2 separate regions of the Mus musculus genome follow, and region 1 is linked to region 2. A link is a contact called in public HiChIP or PLAC-seq data. All regions are on one chromosome and are shown on one strand. The core of a region is the stretch at or near the end of the contact, and the rest is flanking DNA. Distances in the headings are between cores, read along the strand shown. Region 1 holds the start of Dmap1 (DNA methyltransferase 1-associated protein 1). Region 2 overlaps Eri3 (exoribonuclease 3).

Region 1 (5,211 bases), core at 2,164-4,663, 100 kb after region 2:
TCCAGCTCCTCTTCCGCCTATACGGGCACTGCACCCGTGTGGTACACAGACACACATAGGCAAACCCTCATACACATAAAATTATTTTAAAGTCCTGTTTCTTGTATCTAAGACCACCTAGCAGCAGAGAAGGTGTTGGAGTGAAAGAAGAGTAGGAAACTAAACAGCCACCTTCAGCAGTGGTGGAGGTGAGAAGCCAAAAGCCCAAACAAAAGCAGCAGAGAAGGCACAGGCCTAGAGGCTGGAGTAAGAGGGAATCCCAGAGTTGGGCATGAAGGGCCAAGGAGGGTGCCACCCTCAGTGACTCCTGGACTCCTGTCCTGAGCAAGAGCAGAGGGAGAGTCACAGAGAGTAAGGCCCCTCAGGGAAGCAGCTTTAAAGGAAGAACATGAACTCACTCAATCTTACAGTCACCCAGAGCTTGCCAGAACGCATCCAGTCCTGACATGACTCTACTTTAAAATCTATGAGTGGCTCCAAGTTCTTAAGCTTGGTTGCTAAGGGCCACCTGGCATGGTCACTGTTGATCAACAGAGCCACACCTCCCTCCCATGACCCTACATGGAGCGTTAGGCTCTATCGGTATACGGGAATGCCCAGTGCAGCCACTACACGTGAACCTTTTTAAGTTACACTTTAAATTGCACTTTGTTTCAGGTGTGTAGGGATGGGATATTTGGAGGTCAAAGGACAACATTTCAGAGTCTGTTCTCTCCTTCCACCACGTGGGTCCCAGGGATCAACCTTGGCCGTAGGCCTGTCTGCAGGAGCCTCTGGGCCTTATATTCTTTTTATATTTTTCTCCGCCATGTTCTATGTGTATGAAGGAAAAAGAATCACTGTACCTAGTACCATCATCAAGGAAACTCCCATAACGTTCCAGCCTTCCGAGTAGTTTATCTCCTACTGACTGTAACTGTACCCATATTCCCCTGTCTCTCAATAACATGACGTTTTTAAGGACAGATACTTTGTCTGACTTATTTTTGTTCTCAGTGTTTAGGCTTCAACATGCTGGAACAGTAAGTACTAAATACAAACTGAGTGTTTTTTTAAAGATAAAAGAACGTCTGTCTTTCCCAGTCCCTCCCCCTCCCTCAAATACTTCACCTTTTCACTGAACTCTGTCAGTCTAGCTTCTCCATCAGTTGGCCCCTAGAGTCCTAAGAACGATACTGGGATGGAGGACACGCTGGTTTGGAATGAATGTGATAGAGCCACACTGGACAATGCTCAGTCTGAGAAGCCATCAAAGAGAGGGCGTCCAGGCACAAGATACGTCAGACTGAGAAAAATCTGAGTTTGAACTCCTGGTGTTTTAAGGTCTTAATTCTAGACTGTTCTGAGCCACACTGTTCCTTAGCCACAGGTTATACAATCCTAGCCTACTCTAGCTTTTCCTCTCAATGGCTGGATGAGACTGGAAAAGGCCCTGCTTTAGGTAAGGCTCTACAATCTAGACCAAAAAACTAACTGGTCTTGGTTTAGGGTGCTTAGCCATAAAGGGTGAAGAGCACAGGCTGAGATTTGATTGGTAACAAATACCACCTTCCCAGAGAGGCCCTCCCTGACCACTCTTAGTTTTGACAAGGTGGCTCAAACCTAAGTTTGATCTCTGGGGCCCAGCTCTCAAGTGTCCTCTGGTCTGCTGGCATGTGCCATACAAATGGTGACACAAACCAAATGGGACATTCAGAAAGGAGTATTAGTAAATGAGATCTTCTGGGGTGAGGCCATTAGCTGCTGAAGTAACAGAGCTAAAGAAGAACAATGAAGAAGCATGGAGAAGCAGGAAGCTGCACCTAGGATGCAGTTGTGAGGAGCAGCAGTACTTGAAGGGCCAAGGGAAGCCACTAAAACCCACAGGAGATCCAGAAAAGGGCGGAATGCAACAGGCAGAAGAAACCCACAAGCAGCACTTGACCTAGAACCGAGTGGGTAACTGAGGCTGGGACTGAGCACATCTGGAGCCAGCCCTGGGAGACTGGAGAACTCAGCAAGTGGCTCAGCTTTGCTCTGTTAGCAGCTCACCTTATTGAACCTGGCAAAAGGGTAGTCCTTGCCCTCCTCCGCCGCTCGTCGCCAGTGGAAAAACATAGCGCCGTCCTTTCGAGCTGGGTTAGTAAAAGGCATCCATTTCCAAGGGCGAACCTTCTTGGACCCCAGTTTCGCCTTCACTGTCCGATACCCCTGACCAGTGTCACTGGGCAGCAGTGGGGGTGCATCCCTGGCAGTGGAGGTGAAAGGTTAGAAGCAGGTGTGTGAAGAACCTCTAAAGCCATGAAGCTCAGTCTACCCCAGAATAAGGAAGTCATGTCCTGGAGCAAGACACTGAGCTGTCCTGCAGGAGGAGCCCTAGTTGGGGATACTGGCGTGGGGGAAAGTAGAAGAGAAAATAGGGACATAGGGCTATGCCTGGTGAGCTAGGGGAAACACGGAGGACTTGGGATTCCAATACTTGCTTTTTGTCAGAGTAAAGCAAAGCATAGACCTCCCGATGCATGCCCTCAGGCCTCTTGAAGGTCAGCGTCTCTGAGGACTTCTTGGACTTTTTCTGGGAAGAAAACCACAGGGAAAAAATGATGGCCCAGACCCACCCTTCCTTGAAGTTTTTACCCAGCCCAACCTGAACAAACAAATGCTGAACTAAAGTCCCGGGAACCCACTCATGGGAGCGTCTCTACACCGTCTGCACAGGTTTCCTCTCCCCGCTCGCGTCTGAGTTATCAGGGAAGAAAGTCCTTCCCTCACCTCAAGACTGTCACAATGTCTTGCTCTCTCTTCCCAACAACTTACAAGTGTCAGGTTCCCTCGGTCCTCTCGTCCGTTGGCGGTTTCCCCGCTCTCTTGGTCCCCACCTCCCAGTGTCCCCTCTTCGTTACATTAAGGGTGGCATGCTCTTGTTCCATTGTAGCTCTCCTTTTATTATCACTTCCACCATCTCTCTTCTGGTAACACCCCTTCCCATCCCTTCGCCAACACCTTCACCCACACTTCAGCCCGCTCAAATGCCCCTGCTACCTTGTCCGGGTTGATAATATCCTTTTTGCTGATGGTCCCAGAGGCGGCATCTCCCTCTGGACCCCCGAGTTCTAGAATGTCTCGTACATCTGCGCCCGTAGCCATCACGCCCGAGGGATGAGGTAGTACCCCGACGTCAAGGGTCGGTACCTGCAGAAAGACTGTGCTACCGTTAAGGGGGCGGTGTCCCTGCAACTCCCGCTCCAAGTGGGGGCAGGGTGAAGAGGCCAGCGCCAGAATGGTCCACACCAGGTTTGGGTGCTGCCTCGTTCTCCGCCTCCCCGCGCAGGTGTCCCTTACGGTCACACTGTCCTCCCTGCCTCGCCATCCCCGGGGAGCCACACCTGAGTCCCCCCAGCTGTAGCCCACTCCTCAAATTACCTCTCTCTGAAGACCCACGGATAGGAACTTCCGGCTGTGCGTCGTAGAAACGCAACCCTTAGAAACACTTCCGGTCGGTGCTTAGACAAACAGGAGCCGGCTAGCAACCCAGTGTGCAAGCTACCGGGCAGGCTGAGTCGCTCGCCTGGAATTCCTGCTGTGCTCCCAGGAATCCGCGCGAGGCGATGCGGGGCTTGCTTTTGACATTTACCTTCTATTTCTCTACATTGTGTCCCGGGCAATGAAAAGAAAACCTGAAGAGAACTCTGTGACATTGAAAAGTCACTTATTTTCTCAAAACCTATTTCAAAACACTTAATTTGTTTACAAAATGAAAATTGTAACAGCTCCTGCTTAAGTGAAATACCAATAACCCATGTAAAACAATGGCACAGTGCCTGGAACATTATTTTTTTTCTTAATTAACTGGATTAATGATAGTAATTGCCTCTGCTCATTCAGTGCCTCTCTATATTACCAGGCATTGCCATTGTGCTAAACTTTCAAAGCAGAGCTAAACTAGCTTCTCCAGCTGCCAAGAGAGTAAAATAGAAGCTCTCTCTCTCTCTCTCTCTCTCTCTCTCTCTCTCTCTCTCTCTCTCTCTCTCTCTCTCTCCCTTCCTCCCTCCCTCCCTCCCTCCCTCTCTGCCTCCTCCTTCCTATCCCTTTTCTTTCCCCACCACCCAGGGTGGCCTCTTAACTCACAGCGATCCCCCTGCCTCTCAAGTGCTGGGATTACAGGAATGTGCCACCAGGTCAGGCTCTTAACTTCTTTATTTAATTTACAATTCCCCTAAAATGAGTTGTGAATCTTGACTCTTTTTTTTTTGGGGGGGGGGGCAGTGTAATGTACAACACACACACACACACACACACACACACTGTACTGTCAACACACAAACTAGAGTTATCTGATAGATGAAAACCTTAACTGAGAAACTGCCTTTAAGATCCAGCTGTAAGGCATCTTCTTATTGAGTGGTCAGTGGGGATGGCCCAGCCCATTGTGGGCGGTGTTATTCCTTAGCTAGTAGTCCTGGGTTCTATAAAAGGCTGAGCAAGCCAGGAGAAGCAAGCCTGTAAACAATACCTCTCCATAGCTTCTGCATCAGCTCCTGCCTCCAGGATCGTACCCTGTTTGAATTCCTGTCCTGAATTCCTTTGGTGATAAATAGCAATGTGGCAGTATAAGCCAAATAAACCCTTTCCTCCCCAACTTGCTTTTGGTCATGGTGTTTCATGGAAGCAATAGTAATACACACACATACCACGCCACATGTCTATGTACTTAGGTTGTCAATATGTAGGAATGACTAGAAGCCCTTATCTTGTTTTCACAAGGGAGTATGTCATTTCAACTGCTTTAACAGCTATCAGTCTATTTACTCTTGACTCCCATATTAGTAGTCGCTATCTCCTGCCCCCCTCCAAGTACGGCCTAAAAGAAAAAATGACAAGGGGCTGGAGAAATGGTTCAGTGGTTAAGGGCACTACTGCTCTTCCAGAGGTTCTAAGTTCAATTCGCAGCACCCACATGGTGACTCACAACCATCTGTAATGGGATCTGATGCCTTCTTCTGGTGTGTCTGAAGAGGGCAACAGTGTACTCACATAAAATAAAGGAAGAAAGAGAAAGGAAGGGAGGAAGGGAGGAAGGAAGGAAGAAAGAAAGTTGAAAAGAAAAAGAAAAATGACAGACAATATTAAGTGTTGGTGAGGATGTGGAGTAACAGAAATCTAACACATTGCTGGTGGTAGTTAAATAATTATAACCACCTAGAAACACTGTTTGATTCTGTCTACTAAAAT
Region 2 (5,280 bases), core at 1,978-4,477:
CAGTGCTGGGGTTTGAATACAGGGCCTCAGCTACATGAGTACTCTATCACTAAGCTGCATTTCTAGCCCAGGAATTTACGTTTTTAATAAATTCTCATTGGGAGGCCGTCTGCGGTACTAGCTTTTTCATCCATAAAATAGGGAGTGATTTCTGCTGGTTTAGGGAGATGTTACACCACCTCAGCCATCCAGGGAGAAAAGGACTGATGGGCCTAGTTGTCTGAGCTTCCAAGCCTACCCTGCTAGCATAGCTGCCACGCCATCCGTCACATGTGGACAGAGAACGGCACCCGTGAGCTGCTCCTTCGGGATGAAGCGTCTAGGCATGCATAAGTGGTATCTGGGCTGTGGTGGGATCACTGAGCACAGTCTCCTGAGGCCTAGCCCAGACACCTTCTCTGGGCTCCTGCCCAATTACCTGAGTGGGCCTGCGTCTGCCTCATTTCTTCACCCTGCTATCCTTTATTCCTTCACCCCAGCTAATGTGTCTTCAGGGCAATCTATAATTGTTGGAAAAAATGAGTCTTTGTGTAACCAAACTCTACCTTGTAATTCTGAGTAAGTCACGTGACTTTCCCCCGTTTGTCCCAAGACTAACTGAACAGGACTTGCCTGTATGTGTCCAAGCCCCAAGGTGAAGGCTCTGGGCCTCTAGAGTAAAGAGAGCTGAGGCAGAGGCTATTCTGTCCAGGACAAGATAGATAGCATAGTGACCGAGCGTATCAGAACTGGACTGTTCAGAGCTGAGTTTTTTTCTCTACCAAGTATGAATAGTGTGACCCTGGCTAACGTGGCTTATACCCCTTGTACTTCAGTTGCCTTATTGGCAAAGTGCCATTAGTAATAGTTCTGACTTTATAGGAGGATACAGTGAACTAAAAATACATGTCCGTGCTTCAGACAGTGCCTAGCATGTAGCTGTACATGACAGCACTTAGTAGAATTAGTACCTCTGACCCATGGTTGTATAGGAAGGTGTTGGAGTATAGCAGCTGACTGGGAGGCCAGCCTTACTTCTCTGGTTTTGTGCAGACTCTTGAGACAGATACATGGTGCTACCTAGAGAGATTTGTTAACCCCACCCATGCCCTTGCTGTACTGGAATGCTAAGTCAAGATTTCTACCCTGTTTTACTACCATGACAAACTTAAAACTAACTCAAGGAACTCTTCCCTTGCATAACCAGAGATTTGTTTTTATTAATTATATGATTACAATACAGATTTATGTATGTATTAGATAACCACAAAGAAATGATTGAATTGTTTGCTGTCCTAAAGGTTAGCTTCACAGATCCCTGATAGTTGAAGTTACTCAGAACATGGAAAAATATTCAAATTGAATCATGTGCACATGTAGAGAGACAATGTTACATGTATGCCAGGGTGAGGATACGGTTTTAACGCTTTTGATTCCTTCACTTAACTGATACATAGGTTCTTTTTTTTTTTTAATTTCAGATTTTAGTAAAGGTAAATTATAACTCAGACTATACTCCCAGACCTTAAAGAATAACACTGTCTACTTTCTGCCTTTTTTTTACATTTTAATGCCTTTGTGGGGGTCTGTGGAGGTGGGTGGAGGGGAACTTATAGGTGAAAAATCAGCCTTTTAAAGCTCTGGGTTTTCCCCCCGTTGCTTGTCCTGAAACTTCGAGCATCAGCTCTCATCTGTCAAAGTGTAAATCAGCAATTAAAACCCAAACAGCCAAATGCCAAAGATGACCCGAAGCACAAAGCAACTGACAAACAAGTCCGGACAAATCGACGGGTAATTTATAAGCTTTGCCCTAAAATCTAATTATTTGGCAATTCGAATTTGCAGCCAGCCAGGGCTCGGCAATAAATTTAACCCGCCATAAATTATTTAGGAGCAGGCTGTGGTGTAAATCAAAACCACGAGTGTTTGTTTAAGAAATAAGCTCCTTGTGCATAAAATGCCCCCCCCCCCAAAGACACTGCTAGGCAAATCCTGCCCGGTGCATCCTCACTCCTCCCGATGAGCAGGAGGCGCCCCACTCACCCCAGAAAGGGTTACTGCTGTATCAGATTATATCCAGATCTAATAGGCATTGGATAAGCCCTACATGTTTGCTGTTTGTGGTTAGGTTGCCTCTGGATTTCGACCAAATCCTTTCGTACAGGGGATAGAAGGAAGGGCTAGATTACTTGTTATTATCTCTAAGTTGAGGAAATATCTGTTTGCTTTTCTTAGATTCACTTAGGCAGATCTGAAAGTGACCTTCTCAGTCTCCCATTTCAGATGGGATCACAGAAACATTAGCGCAGGGTGAGAAGAACGTGTGCTTTGGGAAAATGGGATAGACCACTACTGTCAGTAGTCCCCCTTGCTGCCAGTCCCAGTGGCCTGCTGAGCCCTTTCTGCTACTGACTTCTGTTGTTGTCTTACTGTCTTCGAGCATAACCCAGTGTCTACAGATAATTTAGTTGAAGGAAGTTTCCATACCCTAACAACAAGCCCTACAGGCTTATTTCCTGTGATCTTCAACAGTTGGGGGTGAACTTCCACTTGAAGTACCATTGCAGTCTTGTCATGTTTATTAAGGGACCCACTGAGACTCCTAGTCGATCAGTTTTAAATCAAATGATCTTAAAACCTGTGTTCTAGCTCGCTTATGTAGGAAAAAGCAAATGAATATTTGCTTGGTGCTTCCTTTGTTTTCTCTCCCTTCTGGGAGAAAAATTGCAGCTGGTATTTTACAGAGAGAGAGAGAGAGAGAGAGAGAGAGAGAGAGAGAGAGAGAGAGAGAGAGAGAGAGAGAGAGAGAGAGAGAATAGCAGGGTAAGAACCTGGATACTTTGAAAATTCTACATTTGGAGGTTTTTGTCCTTAGTTGTCAGTTATGGCCAGTTCCCAACCTCCCCACCGCCCCCAGACCAGCTATATTATTTCACTCTGCCCTCGGACAGCTGAATGGTGTAAGGTAACCTGTACCTGTTCCAATTTTGGCACCGGCAGTGGTGTGTTCTAGAGACCTCTGATTCCAGGCAAACTAGACAGTTTGGCTAAACCTGGGATTGAGTGGTTGGTAGCAGTTGAGGAAGGAAACTGTTCAGAGGTACAAGAATGGATGACTCTAGTAGTCATTGCTTGGAGTGCTCTGAATCTGGCCTGGTGCCACCATTTACCTTGTCATCTTAGGCAGATCACCTCCCAGATCCTGTGGAAAATCCCAGAAAGCAGAGTGCTTCCTGGTGACAGATACTAGCTCTGTCTCCTATTTGTCAGTTCCTCCCTGTTTGCACACAACAGAAGTTGAGAAAGGGAGGACCAAGAGGCAGATGCTGGAGATGCAGACTGAAGGCTCAGGTTTCTCCCTTCCTGAACTCAGCCTCGTGGCACCGATCTGGCTACAGAACTCAGAAGACTCTTCAAGAACATTCCTCTAGGACTTCTGTCTAGGCCATCCACACACACTACCATTGGGGCATTGAGGAGTGTGCTGCGTTCCCTATAGAACAGTCAGCCCTACTTGTCTCTTTTTCCCCCTCCTTTTTTGGAGTCCCAGCTCTGTCCTTTACCAGCAGCATAGTTGATAAGGGGCCATCACATCTTTGAGCCTTTGTTTATTGTAAAATATTAACAGTAATGATTTCCACCTAATAAGTTGTTTAGAGGATTAAGATAATTTCTGTTAGCCCTTAGCAGAGTGTCTACCCTCTACAGAAGAAACAAGAAGCAGAGGGAACAGGATGACTGCATTCTCCACATAGCAGAGAGTGCTGGGGACCTTCTCCTTTTGTTCTTTCCCCAGAGTCTTGAGCATGCTGAGAGAAGTGCCAGGCCTCACTCCTGTGCCTGGGTGCTTGGGATGTCTTCTACATAGTAGGTGCTTATCAGTATTGGTTTATGATCTGATGCTGGTGCTGATGACTTGACCCATCTCCCAGGGTTAGTGAGCTTAAGATAAGAAAATGAATGGCAAAGAACAAAAGCCTAACACTTGGTATGTCCCTCCACTGTCCATTGTTTGCTCAGTTGTCATGTCTACTTACTAATTCAAGCACTTCTCCAAGGCACAAGTTACTCATCTCTTAAGCTCCACTCTGTCTAACATAGTAGCCCCCTATGAATGTGAATGGCATAGGGAGATAAAGGAATTATGGAACTATTCTTAGAAGCCAGAAAGAGGCCTTATAAATACAGACTGGGTCTCCTTCCTCTGGAGCAGAAGCACTCAGCTGTTCCTGAGAGGACAACCAACCAAACAGCCCTCTTCTTTCTGGGGGATATAAGAAAATTGGGCAAGTGAAAAAGGAGAGGAGCAGGGATAATGCTGTCATTATCTGAGAGCAACCAGAGCTAAAAGCTAGCACTTGGACACATCTTCACAGATCTTTGGGTCGGAATTGATACCATCTACCTGAGGCATTGTGCAGGGCGGGGTGGGGGGTGGGGGGTGGGGAGTGGGAGTGTTGTCTTTTACCATTATCAGTCAAAACAGTCTACAGTCTAGGAAATGTTTGGCTTGGCTCAGGCACACCTGATGCATAGGTATGGCAGCTGGGTGCAGCGTTGGGTTCTTCTCCATGACTGTGCTGTGTGGCTTGCTGGACAGTGTGGGATGGAAAGAAGTTATCTGTAAGGTCTTTCTGCTCTGACCCCTCAGAGGGCCTTCCTTTTTACATTTGTATTTGTAATTTATGTGTGAGTGTGTACGTACATATAAGTACAAGTGCACTTATAGGCCAGAGGCTGCAAATCCCCCAGAACTTAGTGACAGCGGCTGTGAGCCACCTGATGGGTGTGAGTAATGAGAACTGAACTCAGGGTTTCTTCGAGAGCCATCTCCCCAGCTCCATTTAAAACAATTGTTTGTTTTGTTTTTAGGAATCTTTCTAGAGTCTTCTGCCATAAGCTCCTCTTTGCATTTCAGCGGTTCAGAGAACTAGGTCCTGTGCAGTCAGGTTGTTACAGTTCCTGATGCTTCTGAGGAAAGACTCCAGGATATGGCCATGTTGTGTATATGTGACTCCTGTGAGTCCCTCTTGAGTTTTGAGGACTAGGCCTGGCTGACAGGCCGATCTCACGTGCTCTGAGCCTTGGGTTTAGGCATCTTGGAGGTTTCTTTCTTTCTTTTTCTTTTTTGCTCCCATGGGAGCTGAGACAAGTCTCAGTGAGGTGAATTTGGTCCTTAGCTCTGTGTCCCTAGAGTGAAGGAAGCACTAGCAGGAGAGTCTGAATGCAGAGTGAGCTTCAGTGGGAGACTCAAGGCTGGGTTTTCAGAGCCTGCTGAGGAAGCTGGTACAGCTCTGGTCA

What was found. HiChIP or PLAC-seq counts read pairs in DNA pulled down with a chosen protein or histone mark.
Region 1: an H3K27ac HiChIP or PLAC-seq map of extraembryonic endoderm stem cells shows a contact between it and region 2. The contact joins the promoter of Dmap1 here to the enhancer-like site in region 2. A contact is called at or near these places in 7 of 39 promoter capture datasets (the HPC-7 cell line, cranial neural crest, fetal liver and 4 more), 4 of 484 Hi-C or Micro-C datasets (the G1E-ER4 cell line, granulosa cells, haploid embryonic stem cells and 1 more), 3 of 115 datasets of contacts at active chromatin or transcription factors (embryonic stem cells and extraembryonic endoderm stem cells) and 3 of 9 other capture datasets (adipose tissue, embryonic stem cells and pancreatic islet).

The regions. Positions count from the first base shown.
Region 1 is chr4:117,678,812-117,684,022 of GRCm38.p6, forward strand. Dmap1 (DNA methyltransferase 1-associated protein 1) reads right to left here and starts at 3,414. Exons shown (of 11, transcript NM_023178.2): 1 at 3,403-3,414; 2 at 3,022-3,171; 3 at 2,463-2,554; 4 at 2,032-2,227. The coding sequence starts at 3,126.
Region 2 is chr4:117,574,649-117,579,928 of GRCm38.p6, forward strand. The region is part of intron 3 of Eri3 (exoribonuclease 3); the gene reads left to right. Among named protein-coding and RNA genes, the nearest start is that of Eri3, 27 kb to the left of the region's middle. Within about 2 kb of position 3,228, at least 11 of the 459 cell types and tissues checked have an H3K27ac peak or open chromatin away from gene starts, as enhancers often do. A contact at or near this core is called in extraembryonic endoderm stem cells, where this site is marked.